5 separate regions of the Mus musculus genome follow, and regions 1, 2, 4 and 5 are each linked to region 3. A link is a contact called in public promoter capture Hi-C data. All regions are on one chromosome and are shown on one strand. The core of a region is the stretch at or near the end of the contact, and the rest is flanking DNA. Distances in the headings are between cores, read along the strand shown. Region 1 holds the start of Nkapd1 (NKAP domain containing 1). Region 2 holds the start of Il18 (interleukin 18). Region 3 holds the start of Rexo2 (RNA exonuclease 2). Region 4 has its middle 9.2 kb from the start of Sdhd. Region 5 holds the start of Pts (6-pyruvoyl-tetrahydropterin synthase).

Region 1 (3,562 bases), core at 179-2,678, 2.1 Mb before region 3:
TAGCACTATTTTCCACCTATCAGGACAATAAAGTTGCATTAGGGGATTTCTAAAATACCAAGTATGAATTTCTTATTTTTACTCCTTCAGTGAAATCTTCCATGTGGTTTCATTTTCTGTTCAGAGAGTTTTAGTAAACTTCTCTTGTGTTAAAGTAGCGCTAGAAAAGGCTACTGTATCCCCTGGCTAACCCAGAGTAGTTTTACTGAAGACCTCTCCTTCCTTGCATCAGTTCTACATACTAGGATCTTGGTCTGTATGCAGAGTTGAGGTTCTGGGTTGACACAGAGCTGTTTGCCATCTTTCAACTCCTGCTGAATGAAGTTCCGGTAGCGCTCGGGGTCATTTTCAGCCAAATCATCGAGCATATTCCAGAACTGGGAAATGTGGGTAAGAAGACCCTTTGAGGACACCGTCATGATGGTGATGAGACAGGCCTTTGGAACCTGCAGAGAGACAGGACTTGAGAAAAGGCATGTAAGGTATTTACTGCCCTGTTTCTTCTTTCAGGGAAGGAGGAAGGCTTTTGCAAGTGTGCTGCGGGTCTTAACTAAAAGATTGCACACCCATACTGCTTTATCTTGGCTTTCCTACAGTCTGTGAGTAGAACCACTTCCTAAATTCCTACGTTGTACCTGTACTTCCGTCTGGTCTTCATAAATACAGAGGGAACAGAAAGGACTTTTGTTCCAATAGTTGGATATTGGCTGACTTGGTGCCTTCCAGACCTGGAATTGTGAGGTAGGGGTGTGTGTGTGTGCGTGAAAGAAAGACGGGTAGAGAGACTGGGGTCGGGGGAGACAGATACATAGACAGACAGTATAGTAGTTAAAAGTAGGCGCACTGGAGCCAGTATGCTTACGTTCTTGCAAACTTCAGACATCTATGTTGCCTTGAGCAAGCAGTGTATATACTCAAAATAAAGATGAGGGGGCTGGAGAGATGGCTCAGCGGTTAGGAGCACTGACTGCTCTTTTAGAGGTCCTGAGTTCAAATCCCAGCAACCACATGGTAGCTCACAATTCTATAATGAGATCTGGCGCCTCTTCTGACATAGAGCTATATATGCAGAACACTGTATATAATAAATAAATGAATCTTTAAAAAAAAGATAAGGATTAAGAACACTAATATTTAAAGCTGGAACATTATGTGAGAGCAATAGTCAAAGATTCCGCCCTCCTTCAATCACCCTCCTTCTGCAAAAGAGAAAGTTCCCAATATTTTTAAAAAGAGGTTTAGAGTCTTCAAATTATATATTAAAGTTAGATTAAATCAACAACGAATACACACTTAATCCAAACGTGGGGGAAACGCGCACGTCTTCTCTCAGTTTGCCGACAAACTGCGACTCCGGTTACCATGGTAACCAGTCCCGGTACACCATCTAACTGGGTCCGGAGAGCGCAAAGTAGAGCTGTGTCTCTATATCCAGTTCCGGTTCTCTTCTCCGGGTCCGGACTGGCTCCTCCGCAGGCCGTCCCGCTTGTCTCTCGGGAGAGCGCCGCCTTCCTTCCTGCACCCGTCAGCTTCCACGGCGACCGGCGAGCCCGCTCTGTGGGAGTCTCCGGTGGGAGGGAAGCGTTTCTCCGGAGCACGACTTCCGGCCCGGAAGGAAGCCGCCACCTTTTCTCCCACCCCGCCACGCGAGGCTGCGGCGCACGGTATGGGTGTGTGTGTGTGTGTGTGTTTGTGTCGGGAGGGCGTTGCGAGGGAAGGCCGCCGAGAGCGCCGGGGCTGCGGCGGGGCAGGGAGCCCGCTGACAGACATGGGGGCGCTTTCCCCCACGTCCCCTTGGAAACCTCAAGCTCCCCCCGAGGCACTCTAGATACTTCCTGGGGCCCAACGGAAGGCCGTGCCCAAGCCCTGTGTCCCCATTCTGTCCCGGGAGTGAAAGCGAGCCGCCGGGCGCCGGCCCAGCCCAGCGAGAGCGGGGAATGCCCCGGTCCGCCCGCCCGCAGGCCGCTTTCCGCGCCTGCGCCTCCTCTGGCCTGGGTCCCCGAGAGCGAGCCGCCGGGCGGGCTCGGCTGGGGGAAGGCAGCCGTAGCCTGGGCCTCGGGTGAGGAGGGCACAGTAACCGGTGGGAAGGCTGCGTTTTCACGAAGGACTCGGGTGAAGCTGCAGAGCTGCCTTTCAGCCCTGACTCCTTGGCTTCCTGGGTCGGAGGAGATCTTGTAATGGAGTGGTTCTTCGTCTCACACTAACAGGATGCCTGATTTCCTCAGGATCGAGGGGTGAGTGAGCATCGGGACAGTGGCACCAAGCCCCTGCTAGCTACACATGTGAATATCGTTGTCTTCTGGGTTTTGGAAAGTTCCGTACAGTGTAGGAAACAAAATGTCCTGAGTAGAGATATTTAGGTCATCTAAAAACTTTTTTACAATTCAGTTTATTTTTTTACTGTTGACATACGTGGTGTTTGATGCCTTCAAATCTTCGTGTTTATATCTTTGCAAGCGAATTTTGGGGAGTTTTGAGATTTGATTTCTAGCCGGGACACTAACACACCCGTTGCCTGAGTCCATGCAGCCTGGGGGCAGGTTACGGCTTTAAGGAATTTGATTTTGAGGAGTTGGGGTAGAGTCCAAACTCGGGGATCCCCATAGGTTAAAAGGCCAACCGAAAATGTCTGGGGAATCATATTGTATCTGTATCGATCACGTACAGACCTTTCCCACTTTGGTCATTATTTTAATCTCCATCGTAACATTTACATAACATTTGCATAGTTTTAAGTATTATAATTAATCTAAATACCCTCACTCATCCTAACTGGAAGAGCATGTCTGTTGGCAGGTGGTGGCAGTAAGAAGATGAGTTAAGGGCTGGCCGAGGCCACTTAAGAACCTGACTAAAAAAACAGTCCTATTTTAAAATACACAGGAGCATAGTTTCTATACAAATATTATACTAGTCTAAAAGAGGAATGAGCGCCCTAGGATTGCTTTGTGTGTGCATGGATGTCACCGAGGGACTTTATCCAGGGTAGCTCTTAGGCTAGGCAAATGCTTTACCAGGCCATACTTGGATTTAGTACCTTTAGGGTCCTGGAACTGATCCGTCATGGATCTTGACTACTTGACAGAGAATCGTGAAGACTGAATAACATGGTGCTCATGGAAAACAAATTTTGAGCAGCTTTGTGCAATTTTAAAGACTAATGTACATCATCCCTTCATCCTTACATGCACCATAGTTGGGTATCATAATGGTGAAAGGAAAATTTTCCCTTCGATTTTCTAAGTTCAGTGATTTTTTTTTCTTTCTTCACTTCTTTGTTTCTTTATAATTTACTAAAAATAAATTTATTGCATATTATTGGTTCATTTCAGATTAAAGAATGTCCCGGGTTCCGTTGGGGAAAGTCCTCTTGAGGAATGTCATCCGGCACACAGATGCTCACAATAAGGTAGGCAGTACCGCCTAGTGACTGCCAGCATTTCCTGAGGGCACACAGTAAACCATGAATTATGTAGGGAGTTAACAAAGGTGCATAAGAAACAACCATAGTTTGAAAGTACTGTAACATGAAGATACTTACAAAATGCTTTAGTGTACCAAG
Region 2 (3,345 bases), core at 809-3,308, 2.1 Mb before region 3:
TGGTGTACCTGACTCAACCTCCCTACCTAGTATCAGCATTAAGGTTATATTCCAACAAGTCTGGCTGTCAAGTGGCTTTTTACCTATTAACCACATTGATTTGTAAAGTTTATGAATTATATTTAGAAGCTTTAGTTAGAGTGGATGATATGGAAAGGAAATTAGTAATGTGGGACTCAGGAGATCATGGCTTAAACATGGCTTCAGCAGGCCACTCCTATCTTATGATAATATGAAGTGGAATTTGGTCTAGAGAAGTGGTTTTCAACCTTCCAAATGCTGCAACTCTCCATTACAGTTCCTCATGTTGTTGTGACTCTCAACATAAAATTATTTTTATTTCTGATTCATAACTGTAATTTTGCTACTGTTATGAATCAGGATGTAAATATCGGTGTTTTCTGATGGTCTTAGGAGACTCCTGTGAAAGGGTTGTCTGACCCCAAACGGGTCATGACCCACAGGTTTGAGAAATGCTGGTCCAGAGGATCTCTTAGATGAAAAATTCCTCCTCTATTCAAATAAAGCACATTTATGATTTTATTAAAAATGGTCTATGAAATATATAACATTAGTTGGCTCCAAAAAAATCTATCTCCACTTTTTATCATATAGACAATTGGTCTTTTCTGTGTATATTTTCTAATATAAGAATAGGGCACCACAAGGAATTTGTATTTTTAAATTAGGCAGTATCTTTTTACCTGGATGCTTGTAAACTTGTAAATTTTCATTCCATCAAGTTACATGTTTGTTTGAGGCAGGACCTATGAAACCCTGGATGGCCTAGAACTCACTCTGTAGGCCAGGCTGTCCTTAAGCTCTCAGAGAATTCCAGCTGCTCTGCATAGATTGCTAGAATTAAAAGAAAAGAAAAAACAATAACAAAATAATGGGGTGCTGAATCTCATTTTTTGTTATTTTTGCTTCCAAGCAGTGTTTGTTATTTAGGTTCTCAAAGATACTTGTTAAAATAATAAAATTATGTACTGTGATATGTATTTATGGTCTCCTGTCTGTGCTTTATTGTGAGAGAATGCTTTTCATAAAACTAATGAATATCACCTTTAATTTCAGCACTCAGGAGGCAGAGGCATGTGGATCTCTGTGAGTTCGAGATCAGCCTGGTCTACAGAGTGAGCTCCTAGACAGCCAGGACTATACAGAAAGACCCTGTCTTGAAAACCCAGCTCAACGCAAACTAAACCAAAAACAACGCCCCTCCCACCCCAAACACCTAATGAATGTAAAAGAAAAGGGATGAGAGGAAAGGGAAAAGGGTGAGCTATTGCCTGCCAGTCTAAATTGAAACTTCATTCTGTCTGAATCATTTCAGAGGAGAGAAGTTGTACAATGAACCCCTGAATCTGGTTCCATGGACTTAGCGGCAGGTGGGGGCAAATTCCAATAAGGAATGGTTAAGGAGGGAGGCTATTATTGGTCCAATTTTAATGTCAAAGGTTAGAGTTGGTTAGGACACTTGCCATAGAACTGAGACTAAGTTAGTGTTTTGAGCCCCGCCTCTCCTTTTCCCTCCCCTCCAGTCCCATTTGATCTCAGAGCCAGGGACAACCCAGGCTCATTATTTACTTAATCAGGCCAGTGGCTGCAGATTCAGAAATCTCAAGACCTGAGTTAAGAACTGAGTTAAATACTATTTCTCAACTGTTTCTGCGTTTCCTCAGCAGCCTTCTTGACACCGCAGGGTTCTTCCTGTGGCAGTGTACCATCGCCCAGGTAGGGGACTCCCCTCTACCCGTTCCTTTCCTGGGCCACTTACCAGTCTGCAGTTGGACTGCTGCGCCCGGGGCCTGAGGATTATAGCAGGCTTCCAAAGCCTCTTTGTGTGATGCAGGCAGCACACCACAGGGGAGAAGTGAAAGCAAGCTTGTTTTACCAACCACAGGATTGGTGTACTCATCGTTGTGGGAACAGCCAGTGTTCAGTCAGCTAATGTGACGCACTGGGGCAGGATTCAGCCCAGAGATCTGATTTGTCCTGGATGCCTCAAAGGGTTTTTCTCTATCCTGAGTTTTCCCAGCTGAAAACCACTGCTTTGTATTCGGATGCAAATGTTTGGTTCTCCTATTTGCATTCTGGGGAACTGTCTCAAACCCTGTGGTTTTTGTTCTGTAGCTTTCTATTATAGTTACTACTTCAAGGATTTATTTTCAGTGATTGGTTAATTATAGAACTGCCAGAAATGGCAACAATATGCACAGTTAATTATAAAGTTATTTAACCATAGTAACTTATATAGTATGCTGTATTGTATGTAAGGCAGCATGCTAGGTGCTAGGAGTGGGGAGGTATAGCTAGACTTTGTATTCAAAGAATACTGCCAGGAGAGGTTGTAAAGTGCACTGGCCTTTTATCACACAGGACAGCAAGATAAGGGCCACCAGAAAGCTCTCCGAAGTTGTAGCGAGGAAATGGGAATTCGGTGCTTAAGAAGCAGGTGACCCAGAAATTGGAACTTGAAGGTTGAGTTGCATATGCAAGTTTCATCTGAAGGAGATGAGAAATATCCTAAGTGAAGAGAATAGAATGGTCATGAGACTAGGGAGCAATCCAGCTAGGCTGGAGTGAACAGCTAGGGTGGGCTGAGGGCCATACGAGGTCTTTAAGTGCCTCGCCTGCTCAGGTAGTTTCAACAATTACAAGTGATTTGTGATTGAATGGATGGAATTCACATGGAGGAATGAATGATGCAGCCAGATTTACATGTAGGAGATTTAATATTCACATTATTGCACTGGTGGAAAAGCATCTTCCCCGCTCATCCAGATAAATTAGAATCTCTAGACCTGATGAGAGCTGGAGGCAATTGTCTGAGGTCTCTAACCCTTAAGATGGTCCAGTGGCTCCAGGAACTCATCTCACTAAGTTTCTCTTTCCAGACTTCAACTGAGAGGCTGCCAAGAAAGAGTCAAGGGCCTGAGTTAGGCAGCAGGAAGTGACACATAGGAAGGAGAAGTTGAGGTACCAGGGCTGAGGAAGATGGGCTTCGGATAGGAAAAAATCTGTAGTCCCAGGAGAGAGACTGATGAAGACAGAGTTACCCGTGCAGAATTTTGAGCCTGGGGAATTTATATGTAAGCCACAGAGTCATCTTTTTTTCAAATTTCCCCTACTGGCCTGTGCCACTGGGGTCAGAAGAACTGTGCTGTAAGGAGAGTGAGCAAAATGAATTCAGTGCCCACAGAGAGACTGAAGCGAGATGTTTGCTGGTGGAAGAGCTGATTCAGAAGAGGAGATAAAGAGTTGAGAGTCGGGTCGAAGACATAACTGGAGAACTTACGAATCAAGATGAGATTACTAAGGGCCAACGTTGAAATTAAAGGG
Region 3 (3,446 bases), core at 146-2,645:
TCTCCAGCCTAAGGATGTTATCCTTTCAAAATGTAAAGAAGTAATACTGAGAATAAGCCCAGCGGATTCAAATTCCTATATAGCCAGGTGTGGTGTTGCACACTTTTAATCCTAGTACTTGGGAGGCAGAATTCCAGGCCAGCTTGGGTTCTGTAGTGTGTCTCTTTGTCTTAAAAAAAAAGTTTCAATGCTACAATAGAGTTCTCCTTCCTATGAGTAGGGCCACAAATGATTACAAACTTAACAGTATGTTCTACTAGGTAATGCCGTTATAATATACATACCCATTCTGCAGTAAAATTGAACATGTAATTTGACACCCGTTTCCATGATTTTTTCCGTTTCTCTGGCCAAGCTTGGCAGGTCACCGGTGGAGTAGCTGAAATCCACTTGTAGGTTGCAGCATCCTTAAAGCTTTGATTAGGCAACAATGTTTGTCTCACAAAACCAGCTCACCGGGTAGGAATAACTATGCCACCAACCACAAGCTCTGTAATTACTGGCAACACAGCTTTCAGAAAAAGACACAGAGTATGTGATTCAAGACTGAGCACGTTTGTGACAAAATTGCCCTTTGCAGAGGCGTTTGCTACTGAGCTAAAATATAAGATCTCCGCAGAGGCCCCTTCGAGCGTAGGTGATGAAAACCGTATCTATTGTGGGAGATTAAGGACCCGTCTATTAAAACCAGAGCGATCGGCAAAGGCAGAGCGCAGGACAGAGCAGGCAGAGCTATTCCAACTCTCTTTAGTGGGCTGCAAAAGGTAGAATAGTATACGATCTAACAACCGAAACACAGCCTACACGTCCTGGCATCCTAGAAAACGAGACAAGGCTTCTGCCAATAATGGGAAAGGAACATTTATGGAACACCTGATATGTGCGAAGTCATCTTTCAGAAAAGAGACCATTTAAGGACTCCTAAACGGTGATGGCGGAATTGGCCTTGTAGCTCAAAAGAGCACGTCACTCGGATTCCAAGTAAATAAGAAATATACTCAATACGCGGAAGGGAGGGGCAGGTAAAAAAAAAAAAAAAAAGAAAAACTGAGGGAGGTAGCAGTAAGGAAAAGGTAGATTTAAAACAATTCTTAAACATATAACCATATTTTTCAAAGTAAAGCCTCTTCAACTTCGCAGCTTAGAACTAATAAAAACTCAGGAATGATATCTCCTGGAAACAGACAAACTTTAGCGGTGAAATACTAGCAAGTCCCTTAACATCCGAAAACACGTGGCGGGGGAGGGGAGCAGGAGGCTGGACCAAGGACTCCTACTCCCATCAGCCCTTTCGGCAGCCGAGAGTAGCTGTGGAGGGCGAGCCGACGCCTCGCATGCCGGGGCTTGTAGTCTTCTCCCGGCACCTCCCCGTGGGTTTGCGACGTTTAGCGACTGTGGCGCCTGCGCGCGCTGGGCCGGCGGGGCTGGGGCCGTGGCGGCTCGTGCCGGGTGATGCTAGGCGTATCCCTGGGCGCCAGGCTGTTGCGGGGCGTGGGTGGCAGGCGCGGGCAGTTCGGGGCGCGAGGTGTCAGCGAAGGTAGCGCAGCCATGGCGGCAGGGGAGAGCATGGCTCAGCGAATGGTCTGGGTGGACCTGGAGGTGAGAGTGCGGCCGGGGCGAGGAGGGTGCGGGGAGGCGAGCGCAGATTCGCGCGTGGGACCGAGGGACTCCCCTGTCCCGGGAAGCAGCAGGGATCTGGGTGTCAGGTGCGACAGGTGAGCACGGCCCCAGGAGCCCCGAGTCAAGAGTTTTTGCGGGGTCTGGGACTGTCCCTGGACTGTGGGGTTTCTTTCCATCTGGGTGGAGCCGTCCATGTGTCTCCCCTCTCCCTAGCCTCGACCTCCACCCAGAAGTGAATTTGTGTTACGCGTTAGTGACTCTGAGGATCGTGGGTGAGAGTTGGGGCAGCGACTCTGAGCCCTGCTCCGTCCCCACCTCCTAGCCTTAAAAGACTAGGTTGCTTAAGCTAGGACTCAGGAGATGACTCAGCCTTACCCCTCATTCCATAAAAGAGAAAATTGAGGCCCCATTGGAAGATTCAGGTTACCCATTTTAGTTTTAACGCATTCATACCTAGGCCTCTCTTGAACTCCAGTTTTCTGCTTACGAACTGAGTTCATTTGTTAACTTTTTTTGTTGTTGTTGTTGTTGGGAAAACTTCGGAAACCATTGTAAACCTCCGAGAGGTAACGTTCGTGAGCTCACTTTTCTGTAGTCAAGTTTTCATCCTGCTTATTTTGAGTCTGTTCCCAGGACAAATGTGTTTGACAGTAGCTGGCCCGCCCGCAGGAAGTGCCTTTAGCAGTCTCTGAGCACTCAGAACTTAATACCCTGAGTACTGCCCAGACCATTACTGGTCATAGAATGTGAGCTGGGTCCACACAAAGGAATCTCTGTCAAGTAAACTTGGGCAGCACGCCTTTAATCCTAGCACTTGGGAGGCAGAGGCAGGTGGATTTCTGAGTTCGAGGCCAGCCTGGTCTACAGAGTGAGTTCCAGGACAGCCAGGGCTACACAGAGAAACCCTGTCTCAAAAAAATAAAACAAAAACAAAACAAAACAAAAGGTGGTTTCATGTGTTTGTTATATGCTTGTTTATTTATGTTTTACAGATGACAGGATTGGATATTGAGAAGGATCAGATTATTGAGATGGCCTGCCTGATAACTGACTCTGATCTTAACATTTTGGCTGAAGTAGGTGATGCCGTGTAAATACATTCATACCACTTAAAGGGCATTGGGGATCTAAAGGTGCCTTCATCTGATCTCACTGAAAAACGTAGCAGATTGAGGTCTGTGTAGATTAAGGCCCAGTGCTATATTACTAGGACAATGTAATATAATATGTTAGAGTTGGTATTGGAACCAACATAATCCACTTCATAACCGGATTAAGTTTTCAGTTGAAATTGACAGAACTCCCCCTCCCCCAAGGCTACAACAGTTCTGCAGGGTTTACACGTGTATTCTTAGTCCTCATGATGATAAGATAGGCTCTGTTAATGATGTTCATTGTCCACCGGAAGATATTGGGTTACAAGAGATTTGGGGGACTTGCTCAAGAGCATTTGGCTAGGTATTGGGGAAGCTGGTTAAACTACTCTCTAAACACAGGCAGTCTCAAGTGTTCCCACCAGTATCCAGCCAGCTGGGTCCTCATCAAGCTTGGTGTCCCCCGACAGAGTTTCCCATCTCTATGTCCTACCTTCGGCTTTAATTCCATATATAGTCCCCCTTATACCACTCCATCAGGGGTTGGTTCCAGGATTCCTCTGTAGATACCTAAATCTCATTCCCCTGTATCCTGGAAGGAGATGCAGTATTTCTCATGTACTTTGAATCACCTCTAGATTGCCTGGTGTCATTCTTGTGCTCCCAATAGAATACCTGATACGACGTTGGTGCGTGTAAGTAGTGTTTAAAGTAGTGTTTACACCATGTTGG
Region 4 (3,269 bases), core at 39-2,538, 2.1 Mb before region 3:
CTTACATGTTTGAAATAGACTCTTACAAGCTCATACTGATCTGAAATTCTCTGTAGGTAGACCAGGATGGCCTCAAACTTTGCAATCTTTCTGTTTCTGCCCCTCAAGTGCTGGAGTTACAGTTGTGAAACCACAAAACTCACTTGTTTTGTTCTAGTTTCAAATGGTGCCTTAGTTTGTTGCCCAGGCTAGCATCAAAATCCTGGGCTCAAGCCATCTGACTAGCCTGAGTAGTGGCCTGCCAGGCAGGCTGTAGTTTTATTCATTAAAACAGTGTTATGCCGGGCAGTGGTGGCGCATGCCTGTGATCCCAGCACTTGGGAGGCAAAGGCAGGCGGATTTCTGAGTTTGAGGCCATCCTGGGCTACAGAGTGAGTTCCAGGACAGCCAGGGCTACTTAGAGAAACACTGTCTCGAAAAAACAAAAAACAAACAAAACCCCAACAACAACAAAAAACCAGGGTTATGCCAGGTATGGTGGTAGATGCCTGTGATCCCACTCTCTGCGAGTCTGGGGGATGATTGCTGGGAGTTTGAGGCCAACGTAGACCACAGTAAGTTCCAAGCCAGCTACAGAGTGAGACCCTTACTTAACAAACCCAAAAAACAATAATTAAAAGTAAGTACATCCACAATTGGGAATTAGAACTGAGTTTAGCTTTGTGTGACTTAGCAAATGAGTAGTTCACATAGAATGCCACGGGACGAAAGGGCTCATGATGGGCAGAAACGGGCAGCTTAAGCATGAAGGTGGAGTGGTAGGGGTTAGAACTGTGCTATCATTCGGGTGAGTGCCAAGCTTTCTCAGTCTGTGTTCTGGGTGCGCTGACTGTGAGCCTTGATGAACCACACTGTACATTTCACTCCCGGAGGATGGCCTGGGCGGCAAGGCCGGGAAGGGTTTCCATGAAAGGGCAACCATTTGTATCAGTATGTCAGGCGGCATGATCAGAGCTCACGGGCTTGGAAAAGGGGCCGGAGAGATGGCTCAGTGGGTAAAGACACCTGCTGCCAAGCCTGACAGGGATTCACGTGGTGGGAAGGTGACTCCCATTGTTCCCTGATCTCTACAGCTGTGCTGTGACACACATGAACCACACGCCACTAAAAGGAAAAGCTGATATAATAAAAAAGATACAGGAGGACGAGAGGGCTCGGCAGGTGAGGTTATTTAACTGCTGAGCATGACAGCCTGAATTTGAGCCTCGGGACCCACAGGGTGGAGGTGAAATGACCCACTGTTTACCCTACAAACTGCATAAGCACATGCAATGCAAACAATACATAATAAGTAACTAATTACAGACTACCAAGGCAGAGTTCAGGTGCTGTGGTGAAAGCCTGCCAGCTCCCTGTATGGGTTTTGTGTTGTTGTTTTTTTAAGTGCTGGCTTTCTGTGGCCAGATTCAAAGTGAGCCAGCGTTGGCCTTAAGAGTCAGTGTATAGGCTACACAGTTGGTAACCAATTGGAAGGTTAAACATGACCCAAAGGCAGGAGCTTCAAAGTGACCACAGGGCTAACAGCAAACTGGCGACAGCGAGTGTAAAGTGCAGAGCTCCAAGAAGTGCGGGCTGCAGTGCTTTAGAGACTCCTTCCCCACCACAGAGCTAAAGCGTGAGATGGATTAAATGGTGACAGTGCCATAGGCACTCCAGAGTTCCAGCCACAGAGTGACTGGCCCTCAACTGACTACACAGTGAGCCAAAAAAAGAATTCTTAAGCACTTACTTTTTGTTTGTTTGTTTGTTTGAGACAGGGTTTCTCTGTGTAGCCCTGGCTGTCCTGGAACTCACTCTGTAGACCAGGCTGGCCTCGAACTCAGAAATCCACCTGCCTCTGCCTCCTGAGTGCTGGGATTAAAGGCGTGCGCCACTTATCTTGTATGTGCTCAGATGCAGGGAGGAACACACTCCTGTGAAGGTCGGAAGGCACCCTGCAGGAGTCAGCTCTTTTCACCGTGTGAGTTTTGGGGACCCAACTCAGGTCAACAGGCTCAGAATCAAGCACCTCACCCGCTGAGCCATCTCCCTGTCCCGAAGCCAGATCTTTTTTTTTTTTCTTTAAGCTTTTAAAATTGAAAATAGATTCTTCTCTCATAGACTACATCCTAACCGCAGTTTCCCCTCCCTCCCCTTCTCCTAGCTCTCCTCTAGATCCAGTCCCCCTCCATTTTCTCCCTCCAAGGGAGGCTAGCCAGACGGACAAAACACGCTACAATAAGACAAAGCAAAAATCCTAGTGGAGGCTGGGACAAGGCATTCCAATAGAAGGAAAAGAGTCTCAAGAACAGGCAAAAGTGTCAGAGATACACCCGTTCCTACTGTTAAGAGGCTCACAAAAACACCAACCTAATAGCCATAATGTGTACACAGAGGATCTGATGCAGTTATTTCTTCTATGTGTGTATGCATGCACGTGTGTGCGTGCAGAAGTGTACACACACACACACACACACACACACACACACACACACACACACACACACACACACACACACACACTAAATGCAGTGCCCATGGAGACCAGAAGAGGGCACCAGATTATCTCTGGAACTGGGGCTGCAGAAGGTTGAGTCTGGAACCAACCTGGGTCCTCTGGTACAGGAGCAAGTGCTCTTAACCACTGGGCCATCCAGCCTCCCAAGTAGTATTAGGATGGATTTTCTCCTTGGTTGGCCTGAAAGGATGGGATATTGCTTTCATGCCAGAGGCACATTGTCACTCTGGGCTGCGGAGAAGGTAATAATTACAAGGAATAAAGGCCGAGGGCACCAATTCTCTTTTTGGTGTGTTCTTCAGAGTAGATACAGTCTAAGTATAGCTTGTACTTTTACTCTACTAAGTGTGGCTTTTCTACCTCCGCTTCTATTTCCTCGGACCTCTCTCTCTCTCTCTCTCTCCCTCTCTCTCTCTCTGTCTCTTTCTCTCTCCCTTTCTCTCTCTCACTCTCATGTCCTCGAGCTCCGTTCTGCTTTAAAATAGTTTTATCTATGAGAGAAGGAACTTGAGAGAGGTATCACTGTGAGCACCAGTCAGGATGCTAAAGAGGACATGCACAGAGGAGCCTGAGTCTTGGATGACGTCACTGCACTGCCACGCCATTGCCACACCTATCTGCATCTGCGGATGCCAGTCAGCGCTTCCGCTTCCGTGCAGTCTTGTGTAATAGAGCTGCTCTTCCAGAGTAGGTGATTGTAGGAGGTTCCCCAGTGGGTCTCACCATCCGTGGACCTGGTCCTTTTGTTTACACCTCTAGCTTGAATCTATTT
Region 5 (3,311 bases), core at 224-2,723, 2.0 Mb before region 3:
GGAAAGGCAGGGTCTCTTTTCCGTTATATGTAGAAAGACATTTACAATTCTTCCACTACTTGGTCTTCAGTCAATATTTCCAATACACTCTCCTCCGTTTTGCATGCACCCCAAGGTAGCCAAGAATTTGTCACTGTGCATTAAGCAAGCTACGTTTCCACATTTCCTTTGCTTAAACTCTTTCCTCTTGGGATTTTCTATTTACCCATCTGTTGGACTCCTTAAAACCCATCTCAGACTAATTTGCTCTTGGAAGCTTTCTTTTACTCTCTGACACAGAAATGGTAATTTTTCACTTGACATATTATTTGTTGGACTGCCCCCATTAAACTGAATTTTCAGATAACAGGGACCATTTTGTTGTTCTGAAGTACATGTGTCTAATACTTAAAGCATCTGGGATTAAGGTCTTAACTGTGGTGGTAATGCAGGCCCTTAATCCGAGCATTTGTGAGGCAGAGGGGCAGAGGCAGGTGAGTTCCAAGCCAGTCTGGTCTACAGACCAAGTTCCAGGACAGCCAAAGATACTTGGGTAAACATTTTTTTTAATTTAGTTTTTAAAATTTAATTAATGGATGGGTGATGTGGGGGCTGCCTTGCCAAAGGTGTCCATTTGAATTATGTATAGGATTTTATCCTTTTGAGACGGACCTTGAGCTTGTCACCCTCCTGCTTCAGCCTCAGTGCTGGGATCACTGATATATGCCATCTCTGACTGACAACATTTAATAGAAGCTAACCTTCTGAGACAAATATCTAAACACAGAACCAGCAAATGTTGCACAAGAGCGGTTGGGATTACACTGGAATACCTTTCCATTTCAAAAACTCTGAAAGCCAGGAATCTAAAACCAGGAACAGCGTATTCCTTCTGAGGGCTCTGAACGGTGAATCTGTTTTCTGGCTGTCTCTGGTTTGAGGAAGTCTCTTTGTATGACATTCTCTCACTTGGATATTGAGATGTCAAAATTTTCCTTTATTTTCCACTTAAGCTAGTGTTTTACTATGTTGCCTAGAACAGATCGGGACTCCTAAAATCAATGCCCCAGCTTCAGCCTGCAGGGTAACTCTAATGACAGTGCATTGCCATCCTTAGCTGGGGTTTCTTTTTGGTTAAGGACACTTTCAATGTGGTACCGGGCTGGAGAACATCTGATAAGGGCACCCAGACATTGGATTTGTCAAACCCAGGACTGTCAAAAATGAAGCGAAAGAAGAAGACACAAACTAACCTGGCAATTTAAAAATCCAGGCCTCTGGCTTCTCACCCACCCACTGGCCCCAGGTATTTCTGACTGCCTAGCGAAGACTGAACAGCAGGGGGCGCTAGTGTTTGCCTCCAAGTCGGCCGAAGGGTGCCGCGAGTCGAAACCACTCCCAGGAGTGCTTTCGGCAGGGAGGGCCGAGTTTGCACTGCGCAGCCGCGGGGGCGGGACTGGCCTCGGTCCCGGAAGCCGGAACCGCTAGCTTGTGAGTCTTCGGTCCGAAGACCATGAGCGCGGCGGGTGACCTTCGTCGCCGCGCGCGACTGTCGCGCCTCGTGTCCTTCAGCGCGAGCCACCGGCTGCACAGGTGGGGTGTGCCCACGTGTGTCACCGCACGCGCGGGTCTTGTCCCGCTATGTCCCTGGGGGGCGTGGCCACGCGCGTGGGTTAGAGCCGAGCTGGGGCGGGCCGAAGAGGAAATGGTGAAGGTGCGGAGCTGCACTACCGGCACTCACCCGGGAGAGGGCGGTATAGCTCCGATCCCGGAGGATCCACTCTGGAGAGTTTCCCTCCAGAGGTTGCCCACATCCAGAGGTACAATGACAGGAGCATGGGCTACCGGGTGCAACCCAAGGTAGTTTTCATCCCCCTTTTACCAAAAAAGTAAAACCAGCCTTGATACTTTCCAAAGGAGCAACACAGTCGGGAATTGAATCCCAGAGAAACAAGACCGCACCTGAGAGTTGGTTTCAAAGGGAGCTTCGTTACTCACTTGAAGGTTTGCTCTTTGGATCTGCATGTCATCATCAGAGAACGGCCTTTTCTAACAACAGGGTTGTCATAGGGAACAGCTGACACTTGTCATCCCTCTACCCCCACCCCTCCGTGTGGTCAAGTTGGGTACAGTGAGAATTTTCTTCAAAAGTCTTGTGAGCTGTACTGCTCTAAGTGCGCAGTAGGAGAGAGTGAAGGGGATAAGAAAGAGTTTAAAGAATTTAAATAAAAAGTTGTGTTTGTGTGTGCTTGTGTGCTGTGTGCACAGCTTGCACGAAAGAGTCTGTGGAAGCCAAAAGAGGATTCCTTGAAACTGGAGTTACAGGCTTCTGAGCTGTCACGTGGGTGGGCTGGGACCTGAACCCTGGTCTTCTGCAGTAGCAGTAAGCACTCTTAACTGCTAAGCCATCCTTCCGGCCTCTCAAAAGGGATTTTTATAATAGGAAGCTTACACACAAGGTTAGTAAGGATGCACAGATAAGTTGACTGATACAGATTCATTAAGCTAATTGTTTTCTGTCTGGAATGACAGCCATGTGTAGTAAGTTTAAAGTTTCACCTGACTTGAGTGTCCTGGAACACATTGGTAAGGTTTCCACTAGGCAACTGCTGAGGCAGAGGAGGGCAAGATTGTGAAAAGAAGAGCCTGAGGTCATTATTTGTCAGGAGGAATGACGTTTTTAAGCCGCTGGAGGATATGTATGTCTTCGTGCTTATCACTGCTCCTTGCTTCATCTCTTATCCCATAGCTAATACTCAGGGCTTGTTGAATTGGAAGGTGGAGCCGGGATGTAGCACAGTAGGTAGAGTGCTTGACTACACAGTGCCTGCTTACATAGATCTCAGGACTTGGGAGGTGGAGGCAAGAGGGTCAGAAGTTGGAAGTCGTGCTAAGTTACCTAGTGAGTTTGAGGCCAGCCAGGGATAGAGGAGACCTCGACAGAGAGAGGGCAGGAGAGACAGTGCTGACTATGGGCAGAGTTGTTGACATCTTACTGTGGACTAAGTGGGTTGAGATGAAGGTCTTGGATGATTTATGTGGTAATCTAGTTTAATTAGAGAGTGGAGTGTTGGTTCTTGATAGAAACGGGGATCATGATATGCAAGCGATCTAACCAGTTGATCATCTACAGTGACATGAAATTGTAGAGTTTTCTGGACGTCTGAACTTCGGGCTGACCTCTATCTTTCTCCTGTCAGCCCATCTCTGAGCGATGAAGAGAACTTAAGAGTGTTTGGGAAATGCAACAATCCGAATGGCCACGGGCACAACTATAAAGGTGAGGGAGGGGCACATTCCCTCCTAGCCTGTTGGGAAGAAGGACGAGGGGG

What was found. Promoter capture Hi-C pulls out the DNA fragments that hold promoters and counts their contacts.
Region 1: a contact with region 3 is called in a promoter capture Hi-C map of erythroid cells, with 7 times the contacts expected there. The contact joins the promoter of Nkapd1 here to the promoter of Rexo2 in region 3. A contact is called at or near these places in 2 of 39 promoter capture datasets (erythroid cells and pre-B cells) and 1 of 115 datasets of contacts at active chromatin or transcription factors (T-cell acute lymphoblastic leukemia).
Region 2: a contact with region 3 is called in a promoter capture Hi-C map of liver, with 5 times the contacts expected there. The contact joins the promoter of Il18 here to the promoter of Rexo2 in region 3. A contact is called at or near these places in 4 of 39 promoter capture datasets (the C10 cell line, hippocampal neurons, liver and 1 more).
Region 4: a contact with region 3 is called in a promoter capture Hi-C map of liver, with 2.7 times the contacts expected there. The contact joins the enhancer-like site here to the promoter of Rexo2 in region 3. A contact is called at or near these places in 5 of 39 promoter capture datasets (the 3T3-L1 cell line, erythroid cells, hippocampal neurons and 2 more), 2 of 115 datasets of contacts at active chromatin or transcription factors (T-cell acute lymphoblastic leukemia and thymic regulatory T cells) and 1 of 9 other capture datasets (adipose tissue).
Region 5: a promoter capture Hi-C map of pre-B cells shows a contact between it and region 3, with 5 times the contacts expected there. The contact joins the promoter of Pts here to the promoter of Rexo2 in region 3. A contact is called at or near these places in 8 of 39 promoter capture datasets (the 3T3-L1 cell line, 3T3-L1-derived adipocytes, the C10 cell line and 4 more) and 1 of 115 datasets of contacts at active chromatin or transcription factors (large pre-B cells).

What each region holds. Positions count from the first base shown.
Region 1 is chr9:50,615,330-50,618,891 of GRCm38.p6, reverse strand. Nkapd1 (NKAP domain containing 1) reads left to right here and starts at 1,428. Exons shown (of 6, transcript NM_212449.2): 1 at 1,428-1,664; 2 at 3,333-3,409. The coding sequence starts at 3,341. It overlaps Pih1d2 (PIH1 domain containing 2), which reads right to left and starts at 1,571. Exons shown (of 6, transcript NM_028300.2): 1 at 1,294-1,571; 2 at 243-446. The coding sequence starts at 419.
Region 2 is chr9:50,553,413-50,556,757 of GRCm38.p6, reverse strand. It overlaps Il18 (interleukin 18), which reads right to left and starts at 2,058. Exons shown (of 7, transcript NM_001357221.1): 1 at 1,781-2,058. Bco2 (beta-carotene oxygenase 2) reads left to right here and starts at 1,620. Exons shown (of 12, transcript NM_133217.3): 1 at 1,620-1,737.
Region 3 is chr9:48,478,560-48,482,005 of GRCm38.p6, reverse strand. It overlaps Rexo2 (RNA exonuclease 2), which reads left to right and starts at 1,395. Exons shown (of 7, transcript NM_024233.4): 1 at 1,395-1,599; 2 at 2,613-2,696. The coding sequence starts at 1,453.
Region 4 is chr9:50,593,015-50,596,283 of GRCm38.p6, reverse strand. No RefSeq gene overlaps it. Among named protein-coding and RNA genes, the nearest start is that of Sdhd, 9.2 kb to the left of the region's middle. Within about 2 kb of position 1,288, at least 56 of the 459 cell types and tissues checked have an H3K27ac peak or open chromatin away from gene starts, as enhancers often do. A contact at or near this core is called in erythroid cells and liver, where this site is marked.
Region 5 is chr9:50,526,818-50,530,128 of GRCm38.p6, reverse strand. It overlaps Pts (6-pyruvoyl-tetrahydropterin synthase), which reads left to right and starts at 1,473. Exons shown (of 6, transcript NM_011220.3): 1 at 1,473-1,572; 2 at 3,180-3,259. The coding sequence starts at 1,493.